Linked DNA regions of Mus musculus: region 2 is linked to region 1. A link is a contact called in public HiChIP or PLAC-seq data. All regions are on one chromosome and are shown on one strand. Each heading gives the region's core, a stretch centred on a gene start, on an enhancer-like site or on the middle of the called end of the contact. The rest is flanking DNA. Distances are from core to core; before and after follow the strand shown.

The links. HiChIP or PLAC-seq counts read pairs in DNA pulled down with a chosen protein or histone mark.
Region 2: a contact with region 1 is called in an H3K27ac HiChIP or PLAC-seq map of embryonic stem cells, with 11 read pairs. The contact joins the enhancer-like site here to the promoter of Wwp1 in region 1. A contact is called at or near these places in 3 of 39 promoter capture datasets (3T3-L1-derived adipocytes, maxillary cranial neural crest and pre-B cells), 46 of 484 Hi-C or Micro-C datasets (B cells, the Ba/F3 cell line, CD4 T cells and 29 more), 9 of 115 datasets of contacts at active chromatin or transcription factors (bone marrow-derived macrophages, embryonic limb bud, embryonic stem cells and 5 more) and 1 of 9 other capture datasets (pancreatic islet).

The regions. Positions count from the first base shown.
Region 1 is chr4:19,706,422-19,711,255 of GRCm38.p6, reverse strand. Wwp1 (WW domain containing E3 ubiquitin protein ligase 1) reads left to right here and starts at 2,252. Exons shown (of 25, transcript NM_177327.5): 1 at 2,252-2,417.
Region 2 is chr4:20,020,276-20,025,109 of GRCm38.p6, reverse strand. It overlaps Ttpa (tocopherol (alpha) transfer protein), which reads right to left. Exons shown (of 5, transcript NM_015767.4): 3 at 3,725-3,918; 4 at 1,215-1,325. Among named protein-coding and RNA genes, the nearest start is that of Ttpa, 14 kb to the right of the region's middle. Within about 2 kb of position 2,814, at least 5 of the 459 cell types and tissues checked have an H3K27ac peak or open chromatin away from gene starts, as enhancers often do. A contact at or near this core is called in embryonic stem cells, where this site is marked.

The DNA of each region.
Region 1 (4,834 bases), core at 1,003-3,502:
TTCATGGATCAATGCAGTCTTAAAATACAGTTTACAGTGGGCTTTGCTTGATTTTTAAATGAAAGGAGAGGCCTCATAGGTAGTTTCTAAGGTCATGAAAGTGAGACTGTGTCTGCAGTGGCCAAGCTGTGCTTTGATCCCAGCAATGTGTCTCCTAAGCCTACACTCTCTCTGCACGGCACCTTGTTCATGTGTTTCAGGGGGGCTAAACTTAACGCGCACTCTGTGATTACCTTGGCAGGTTTAACATGAGACAGTAAACAAGGACAAGGGAAATGATTGATGAGAAGATACAAAGAACGGTGTTCACTAGAAACTACAAAATATTCAACAGTAACACATATTTGATGTTAGGCGTCAACTTAGGGCATAGGAGAACCTAGGGGCTTCTCTTGGGGCCTTAGGGAAAGTCTGAACCAATGGAGGAGTGAGAGACTGAGACAGGAAGGCAGAAGGAGAAGTCTGTACACGCTCTGGAGAAAGGCAGGCCCCTGTGAAGAGCATTTTGAAGCAGCTAGTACATTTATTTACAGAGATCTTACAGGGGGGAAAAAAGGGTCCAGGAAATGTAAAGGCAACACAGTTTAAACACACAGCCAAGTGGACACATTCAGTAATCTCCTAGCACTACAAATAGCATATGAGCTTGAAGGTGCTCTGAAAAGCACGTTGTCATAAGACCTGTGGACAGGTTATTACTGTGCCCAATGACCTTAAGCATTAGAGTGACATGATGTTTGGTGTCCGCTGGAAACTTGACAGAATCTAGAATCACCTGGGAGATGGCCTATTGACATTGCCTTCAAAGGATTATCTTGCTTCTGGTAACTGAGGTGGGCAGGGCCATTCCATGGGCTATATGCAACAAAGGCATGATAAGCATGCCTCTCACTCTATTTCCTCACTTCTGGTTTATTGTGACCAGCTGCTTCAAGCTCCGGTCACTAGGTATGAGCCAGCGTAAACTCCATTTCCCTTAAGTTGTTTTGGACCAGTCATTTATCACAGCAAGAGGAATAGGTTGAAGAAAAGTAAAATTGTCATGTACATTTTTGAGAGATTTTTGTGCACCATAGGCATATGCCCCTAACTTATATGTAAAATTAGGGGCTAGTAACTAATGGACCAGAGTGGAAAAGAATGAACGTTTGTTCATTCAAGTGGTATTTACTGAGTCCTACAAATACTCATGGAGCCTTAGTGTTCTTCTTGGTAGACTACTTTTTTCTCTTCTTCAAAAGTTGCAGCAACAACGGAGTGAATCAGAAAGGTGGTTTAATGTTAACAAGATATTTAGAACAGAAATGTTACAAGGTGATTAGGCTGAGAACTTGTTACCTATGGAGTAGTGAAGTTAAAGGTGTCACAGGCAACAAGAAGCCAGGATTCGTGAACTTTTCTGACAAGAGAACTAGTCGGCTCTGGGGTGGGTTTAAATTAATTTGTGAGGTCTAGCTGAGGTGTTTGGCTAAATGTACTATTTATTCTGGAAGAACTTTTGTTCTTTCTCTGAAGTAGAATGGCGGGCCATATGGTGAGTAATGTGGTCATTACACTGCAGTGTGACCTTTCTCGCAATGTAAATTACCAACAGCTCTTTTCTAAACCAGTTGACTCATTGTGTCAAAGAGTCAAGAGACAGCTACCTTTCAGAATTACTGTGTCCATTAACTGTACGAAAAGGGATATATGCACTTGCTCAATCAGTAGTAGCTTTGTCCCTGGGCCACTGTGGTGCCAAGAGAAAGGAACAATTTCATTACCAACACAATGGTCTCGTGTGACTACCATTACTAATGGACCCTAAATCAAATATTAAAGCGAGGTCAAGGGGTTTTCCTTCGCAGCCTACTTTGGCTGCGAAAGCACGGACGTGCCTGGAGGGTCTTCCCTGAGGTTATGCAGGAAGCTCTGCAGCTGACTGAACAGACCAGGTAGCTGCTGTTCACAAGTCACCACCGGCTTCCCGGCGGCTGCCCCGCCCCCTTTCCGGCTCTGGCTCCACCTCCTCTCCCTTATTGGTTGGCGTGCCTCTCCGCCTGACCGCCTGGAAGACCCGGAGGAGCGGAGTGGCCCCTAGGCGGGCTGGGCGCGCGCTCGCTGCGCATGCTCGAGGGCAGCTGGATTCCCGGTCTGGACCAGAGGCTCAGAGCGGCCCCGGCGGGGAGGCGCGCCCGTGCGCGGCAGCGGCAGCGGAGTCGCGAGCACGCTGCGCGCTCCCGAGGAAGGGAGGTGTAGGCCGGGGTGGGTGGGGGGAGGGCCGGGTGTCGGCGCGCTTGGCGTGCGGGATCCGAGTGGCTGCGGGCGGCCTGAGCTGCCCGGCCGACGCCTGCTGCGAGATGGCGATCTTGGGCGCGGAGGGCTGAGGAGGCGCCGCCGCGGTGGCTGCGGGCCCCGGGAGCCGCAGCTTTGCGCGGGTAAGTACAGCGGGGCTCTGGAGGGCGGCCGGGCCGGAGTTCGCCGGGGTGGGGTCGCCGGGCTTGCCCCGAGCTGGCCCTGGCACCGGCCTGTGCGGGTGACACCGGAGCCCGGCGAAGTGGCTCGGTGACTGCAGTGCTCAGCCTCCTGACCGGCGGCTTGCTGGCGTCCCAGCTTCCCCGCCTCAGAACTGCTGCCCTGACTTTCACCCGGATCCCACCGGCGCGAGCCGGGACGCCAGCCTCAGAACGTCCTTTTCTGACACGTTTTTAGCATTCAGCTTTTTTTTTTTTTTCACTGACTCCGCACCTCCTCTCACCAACAATCTTAATCTCCACCTTTGGTGACCTGGTAGGTTCAAGTGACCTTGCAAAATTTTCTAATCCTCATCTCGTGATTTGGGTCCTTTTCCTTTAAATCTTCTTTTAAAATGTAGTATTGTTAGGATTTGGTACTTTGCCCGTCGCCTTTAGCCTTTACAGTCCTTAAATGATCAGTTTGTGGCTTAGGGCTGTATGGCTTTCTACTCATCGGTTTGGAGTTGTAAGTTCTTTTGCTCTAAGCGATTCCTCTTCATTATTACCAAAAAGAAGGTGTATCTATTATGCTTTTGAAATATTTTACTCGTCCACCATAAAATATTTCACAAATGTCTGTGTTTTCCCTGTTAATGTTTCATCTTTTTGTGTGCATAAAATTGAATTCCTCCCCCTAAAATGCCGCTACTTAGAGTTATGGAAAAAAATGCCAGAGTTACCTTCCCACTCCCCATTTGGTGTTTTTTTTACCCCTGATGAAATACCCTGTTCACAGTTGTCTGTAGGTTTCTGTAAGAGTTTTTGCTTATGTATAAATCCACTTAACATGTCTCACCAAGTCTGTATGTAACTGCTAGTAAAACTCTCCTTTTAAAAAAGACATTCTTTCATTTATCTAACTTCCTTGAGCCATAAAACTATGTGCTTAAGCTGACTGAAAATTACCATTTTTTAAATAACTAGTTAACATTTTAAATTCAAAGATAATGTCCAAGTGTTGGAGCTGTTGAAATTGAGATGCTTGAGAAATGTGACTTAGCTCTTTGAGACATAGATTATTAACATTTCCAAATAATTCTTCACGTAAAATGTAGAGCTGCTTTTAAGACACTGTACTTTTGAAACCCAGGGCATGGCTGATCAGGTCTCTTGCCTTCAAAGAGATGGTAATCTCTTGAGTTGGCTGAAATTTCTGTTACATCCTTGCACAATTATTAAGCATCAACTGCATGACAGTGAGGTATTTGGAGGTATATGTAGATCAAATGGTTAGCAGCTTCTGTCTTTGCAGGCTATGGAGGAGGTATGTGTGTTGGGTTATATACCGATGCTCCTTTTATGTCCCTGTGAATAAATGGCAGGATCTCACTACAAAGCCCAGTCTGGCCTTGAACTTGCCATCTTCCTGCCTCTGAGGTCATAGGTCTATGCCACCATGCCCAGAATACCTTTGTGTGCGTGTGTGTATGTTTCATAAATATATAAAATTGTCTCAAGTCGAGTTCAGAGAGGGTACTTCTTACATGAGTTAAGGGGTTTTGTATTTTGAGGACTCTGGACTGAAGGGTGGCATGAAGGATGACAAGAAGTCAACAAGGAACTGTAGTTCATGTAGAGGACTCTAAGAGGGTTTGGATGGAGTCTGCAGGATTTCGGATATAGGGTAAGAAAATTTGAAATAAAAACCAAGACCAGTAACAAGGTGGTTTTTCTTTCTTTAGTTTTGTTTTGGAACAGGTCTTGCTACGTAGATGTGACTGTTCTGGAACTTGCTTGCCCTGTGGATCAGGTTAGCCTTGAACTCAGAGATCTACCTATCTCCCTCTGCCTTCCCAGCCTTAGAATTAAAGGGTTCGCTACCACTCTTGGCCCAAGAGTTATTATTAAATTGAGATGAATTTCAGGTTACTAGACAGTGTGGGGCCCACAGGAGATTGTTGAGTTTAAGAAACAATTTTACACCTTGGCTTAGAAAAATTAATCTAGTGGCATTGTGTAGTATGAATTGAGGTAGGAGGAACCTGGAAATTCATAAATTACCCCAGGATTTCCATCATTACAGATAGCAGGGGTCTGACCAAGTGGAAAGGACAGGAAAGCAGGATAGAATTTGGCAATCAAGTTAAAGTTAAAATAATTGCCAAGATGACTCAGTGGGTAAAGGTGTTTGCTGCCAATCCTGGTGACCTACACTTGATCATAAAACCCCCTTGGTAGAAAAGTAATCTACTCTCCAAAGTTGTTGTCCTCTGACCCTTATACTTGCACAGTGACACAAACACATCCTCTTCCCTTCACAAATTTTTTTTTTTTAGAAGTCGGGGTCTTACTGTGTTGCTGTGGCTGCTTTGGAACTCACTGTGTACACCAGGCTGGCC
Region 2 (4,834 bases), core at 1,565-4,064, 310 kb before region 1:
TAAGGGAAAGCTGTAAATGTATGTGTTCCTCTACAGACTAATGCAGGGAAGCAGCTGCTGCTCTCGAGAGCAAGTTATTGTCAGCCTTTCAAAAGTTCTAAACAACAAAATGTGAACTAAAAAATTCTACATGAGCTGGGTGGTGGCGGCACATACCTTTAATCTCAACACTCAGGAGGGAGAGACATGCAGGTCTCTGTGAGTTTGAGGCCAGCATGGTCTACAGAGAGAGTTCCAGGACAGCCAGGACTACCCAGAGAAACCGGAGAAAAGAAAAGACAAGAAAGGCGAGGGGGAGGGAGTAGGGAGGGGAGGGGGAGAAGGAAGAGAGAAGAGAAGAGAAGAGAGGAGAGGAGGGGAGGGGAGGGGAGGGGAGGGGAGGGGAGGGGAGAGAAGAGAAGAGAAGAGAAGAGAAGAAGAGAGCTCTACATGAAATGAAGCTCAACAGGAGAGGTTAGTGAACATCAATTCCTTTGCATCACCTGTAAAACAATAAATCACATACCCCAGATGTGATGTGTTTCAGTTACATGGGCTTAATAGCTAAGACAGTCTGTGTTCTTATTTGTATAATTTACACATCTAGGTAAGTTAGAAATCAAAACAAGTTTAAAAACAAACAACACAGACATTGGTATAAACTCTGCCCTCACCTACCATCACTGGATCATTTGTCCATCACCCACGCTTCTGTGTATACTGACAAAATACATTATTGTAAAACTATAGTTGTATGTTCTGATTCTCCCTTTTTCACAGAAAAAGCATGCCATCAACACTGATCTGCACTGGCATGAATTTCTCCTCTAAAACATACCCTCCAGTCCTGTGTGGATTTGTCACAGTTTTTCCACCCCCCCCCCCACAGTGAATGCTTGGAGGTTTTAATGATTGTCAGTATATGTGCCTTTGTTGCTATACAGCTTTATCTGTTTTATAACTTCCAGAAACTGCTGACATAGTTTGTCATGGCTATTACTATACTGCCCTCTAGAGGGACCATACTTTACTCTCCAGTGATACCTGAGAGTCCGGTTTCCCAAGAGTCTCCCAGCCAGTAATGATAGATATTTCAAAAGTAAAGGTAAATTTTAATTTATAAGAGTAGTATTTGCAATATTGGTCCAATGGTTTAGTGCAAGGAACATGGGAATATAGTAAAAAATCCTTAAATGGAAAGAGGTAAGATGTAATCACGAATATATTTTACTCACCCGGTCCTTAATCTTTTCAGTCAGAAATGGTTTAATCATGGAGAAGACAGCATGGAAAATGACTGGCTCATTTATCAAATGGATCCCACGAACTTTCAGTGGAAAGGAATCCTTTCGAAAGGAAAGGATAATAAAAACCTTAATAACGCAACATAAATACAGCAGTTACATTGCTAAAGGCAAGTCTCTTGTGGAACACATTATAAAGTTCTGGTACGAGTCTGAAAGATGGCTCCATGGGCATCGTACTTGATGCACAAGCATGAAGACCTGAGTTCAGACCACAAGTAGCCATGCACAGCCATCATGTCTGTGTCTGTCCCCAGAGCAAAGGAACAAAGGAGCAGAGGCAGGCAGATCCCCACTCTACCCAGCCAAGTACGAATGGTGAGCTCTAGGTTCATTCAGTTCAAGGCCCTGTTTCAAAATATAAGATGGAGAACCATAAAAGACACCACACATTAACCTCTGTCCTCCAATGCATTTTGGTGAATACTCATGTGTGCGTATACTCAGCAGAATCTAAAGTGACTTAATTTTCAAAATGATTTATTCCATCAACACAAAAACCTGGTTTATATATCATCAGTGCACTCAGAAAAGATCTATAGAAAGCTTGTCCCCACTCCCCCTTAGATTAGGCTGAGTATTTTAAGAGCCTTTCAGAAAAACAAAATCCACTCTAGTCACACATAAAGTGTCTCCTAAGTAAACAATGACAATTGGGGACATATTGATCTAGTATATTTTTTTAAAAATATATATTTTTAGAGAAAAAAATTAAACATCCCTGAAAATTAAAAGAACATAACAACAGGCACACACTTTTTAAACATTGACATCGGTATATATCTTTATATCTTTAGTATCAAAGTCCTAAAAGGTTGAGACCTAAAAGAAAAATAGATTCATCAATAGTTTTCTTATCCAAAAGTTCAATCACTACTGTTAATGACACTGTTAGTGACACTACTGTTAATGACACTACTGTTAATGACACTGTTAATGACACTACTGGTAATCAAGACGTTTTCTTCCTCTTTCATGAAGAATTTCCCATCTTGCAATTTAGAAATGTATTATTAATTTCTTTTTACAGATTCTATGTATAATTTTATTTAAACTTAATTGCCAACACACTCTGCAATCCTCTTGTATCCTGCTCTCTCCTATTGTTGCAATATGATTTGTGGGGAGCATTGTGAGTTCTAACATTGTTGAGCTGGTCCATCAAATGATGTGGCATCATTTACGTGATCACTTCCCTTTCTCCGCACAAGCTGTATCTAATTTTCTTGTATTAGACACCATGCTGCAGGCACTGTAGAACAAGGGAGGTGACTGTAGAACAGCTTTTACCTTCAGCTGACCTAAACTTGGATCCTTCAATCATTTCTGACTCTAAACTGTTCGCCAACACCTAGGATTACCATTTGAAAGACAAATGGCAAACACTTTTGAAAGACTTAGGAAAGTAGCTAAGGCAAAGTAAGCTATTACCATTACAATGCACAAAGTTCAGACTCTATTCAGGATTACCCTTTGTCTAGGTCCCAGAGGTAAAATTACTATATTAATGGCTATTCTCCCCAACACCTGCCCCCCCACCCCCACTCCTAGGGTTTCTCTGTGTAGCCCTGGCTGTCCTGGAACTCACTTTGTAGACCAGGCTGGCCTGGAACTCAGAAATCCGCCTGCCTCTGCCTCCCGAGTGCTGGGATTAAAGGCATGCACCACCACCGCCTGGCTGATTATGACTATTTTTAAAGACTCTGAGATTTGGAAAGATGGCTCAGTCAGTCATTTGCTTGCTTTGCAAACACTTGTACTTGGGATTGATCCTCAAATTCATTAGGTGGAGGGAGTTAAGCAGGTTGGTATATGCTTATAATCCTAGCACTGGGGTGGTGAAGACAGGCTGCTAGGATTCATTGGGGCCAGCAGAGCTTAACCAGTGAAGGCCAATGACAGATTGTGTCTCAAAATAGAGCAAATGGTACTTCAGGAATGGCCCCTAAGGTTGTCCTCTGCCTTCCATACATACATTTACACATGTGTAGCTACACACACAAGAACAAAGTTACATACAAAGACTAGACTTCTGAAGAAAAGAATATCAATTTATAGCTGGCAAGACATGTGACATCTTATTGTATAATTTTATTTATGAATATTTTTGAGTCAGTTTTAGTGTTACTGTTGTTATCTTATGTAGCGACTGGCTTCCTGATCTTCCTGCTTGCTCAAGACAAAGCCTGAGATTACACATGTGTTCTACCATGCCTGGCTTGACAAAAATAAAACAAAATCACTTTGTTATTGAAATGTATAATTTCTGGTTATTTTATGTTGAATATACTTAGTTTTTAAAGTTTTCTACATTTTTAATGTAATTATATTTACTGTTAATACTTTTCAAATATGTATCTATCATTTCTAATGTTTCTAGAGGTGAATAAAACCAGACACTATTATATAGTTATCACTTAACAGTTGAGATGTATACTCACTGTAAGTACAGCAGCAATCTTCTTGGCTACAGATGGGGTAATTTGGAAAGCATGAGAAACCTGCCAGCCTTCCAGGTCAAATATAGCTTTAACTCCATTGCGTTGAGTTTCCACCTCCTGTACAATGAGCTCTGATGTGATCAGACTTACACGAAATACATCATAAGCTGTAAAAACTTTTGGGTCCCAGTATGCTACAACAAATAAATAAAAAGACATCACATCTTAGGATGAAGACTCCTCCACATCCTTGGATGAAGAATCAGAGATATTCTTTACGGGAACGGATTATTTTAAAGCCTAAAGGATGCTTAGAAATAAAATCATGAACAAAGGATCATAAATCAAGTAATACATTGAACTGAGGCCCAGATATTTGCCTGCTTCTCCCTCCTTCCTTAAATTTCTGGAAATTAATAGATTTTAGGAGTATGGGATAGGGATGTATGCAGACCAAATGTGATTGATAAATGAAGTCATATCATCACTTCAAGACTGTGCATAGAAATGGAAATGTTTAGTGCCGCTGACTGTGCTTCAGGTTCAGAAATAGAAAAGTATGAGCCTGGGTTGCAATCAGTAGCAAGTATCATAGTAGCTTGTAGTTTGGATCTGAAGTATACCCTCAAGGTCATGTGCTGCAGGCGGGGTTCCTCATGCTTCAGTGTTCAGCGATAGTGCTTTCTGGAGGGAACTAGCTCAAGAGAGCTCTAAGCTCATCAGTGGATTAAGCAATCTATGGATTCACAGTGCACATAACTTAGTGCACTGTTGTATGTTGAAAGTAGGGTCTGGTTGGAGGAAGTGGGTCACTAGAGATGTGTACTTGAAGAGGACATTTTGTCTCTTGTTCTTACTTGTTGCCTCCTGAACACCATAATCTTTTAAGATTTCCTCCATCCTGCTCTCCCTATTATGCTCTGTTGCATCAACACAATCCTACAGTAATGAAGTCAACCAGTGATGGGCTTGGACCTGTGGAACTAATCTTTCCTCCTTTTGTATTGATTTCCACAGGAACCCTGTCACAATGATAGACAGACAACTAACACAGCAACCAAAGAGGTTTCCAAGGGAAAGGCCTGTGGAGCAGATAGACAAGCTGGTCAC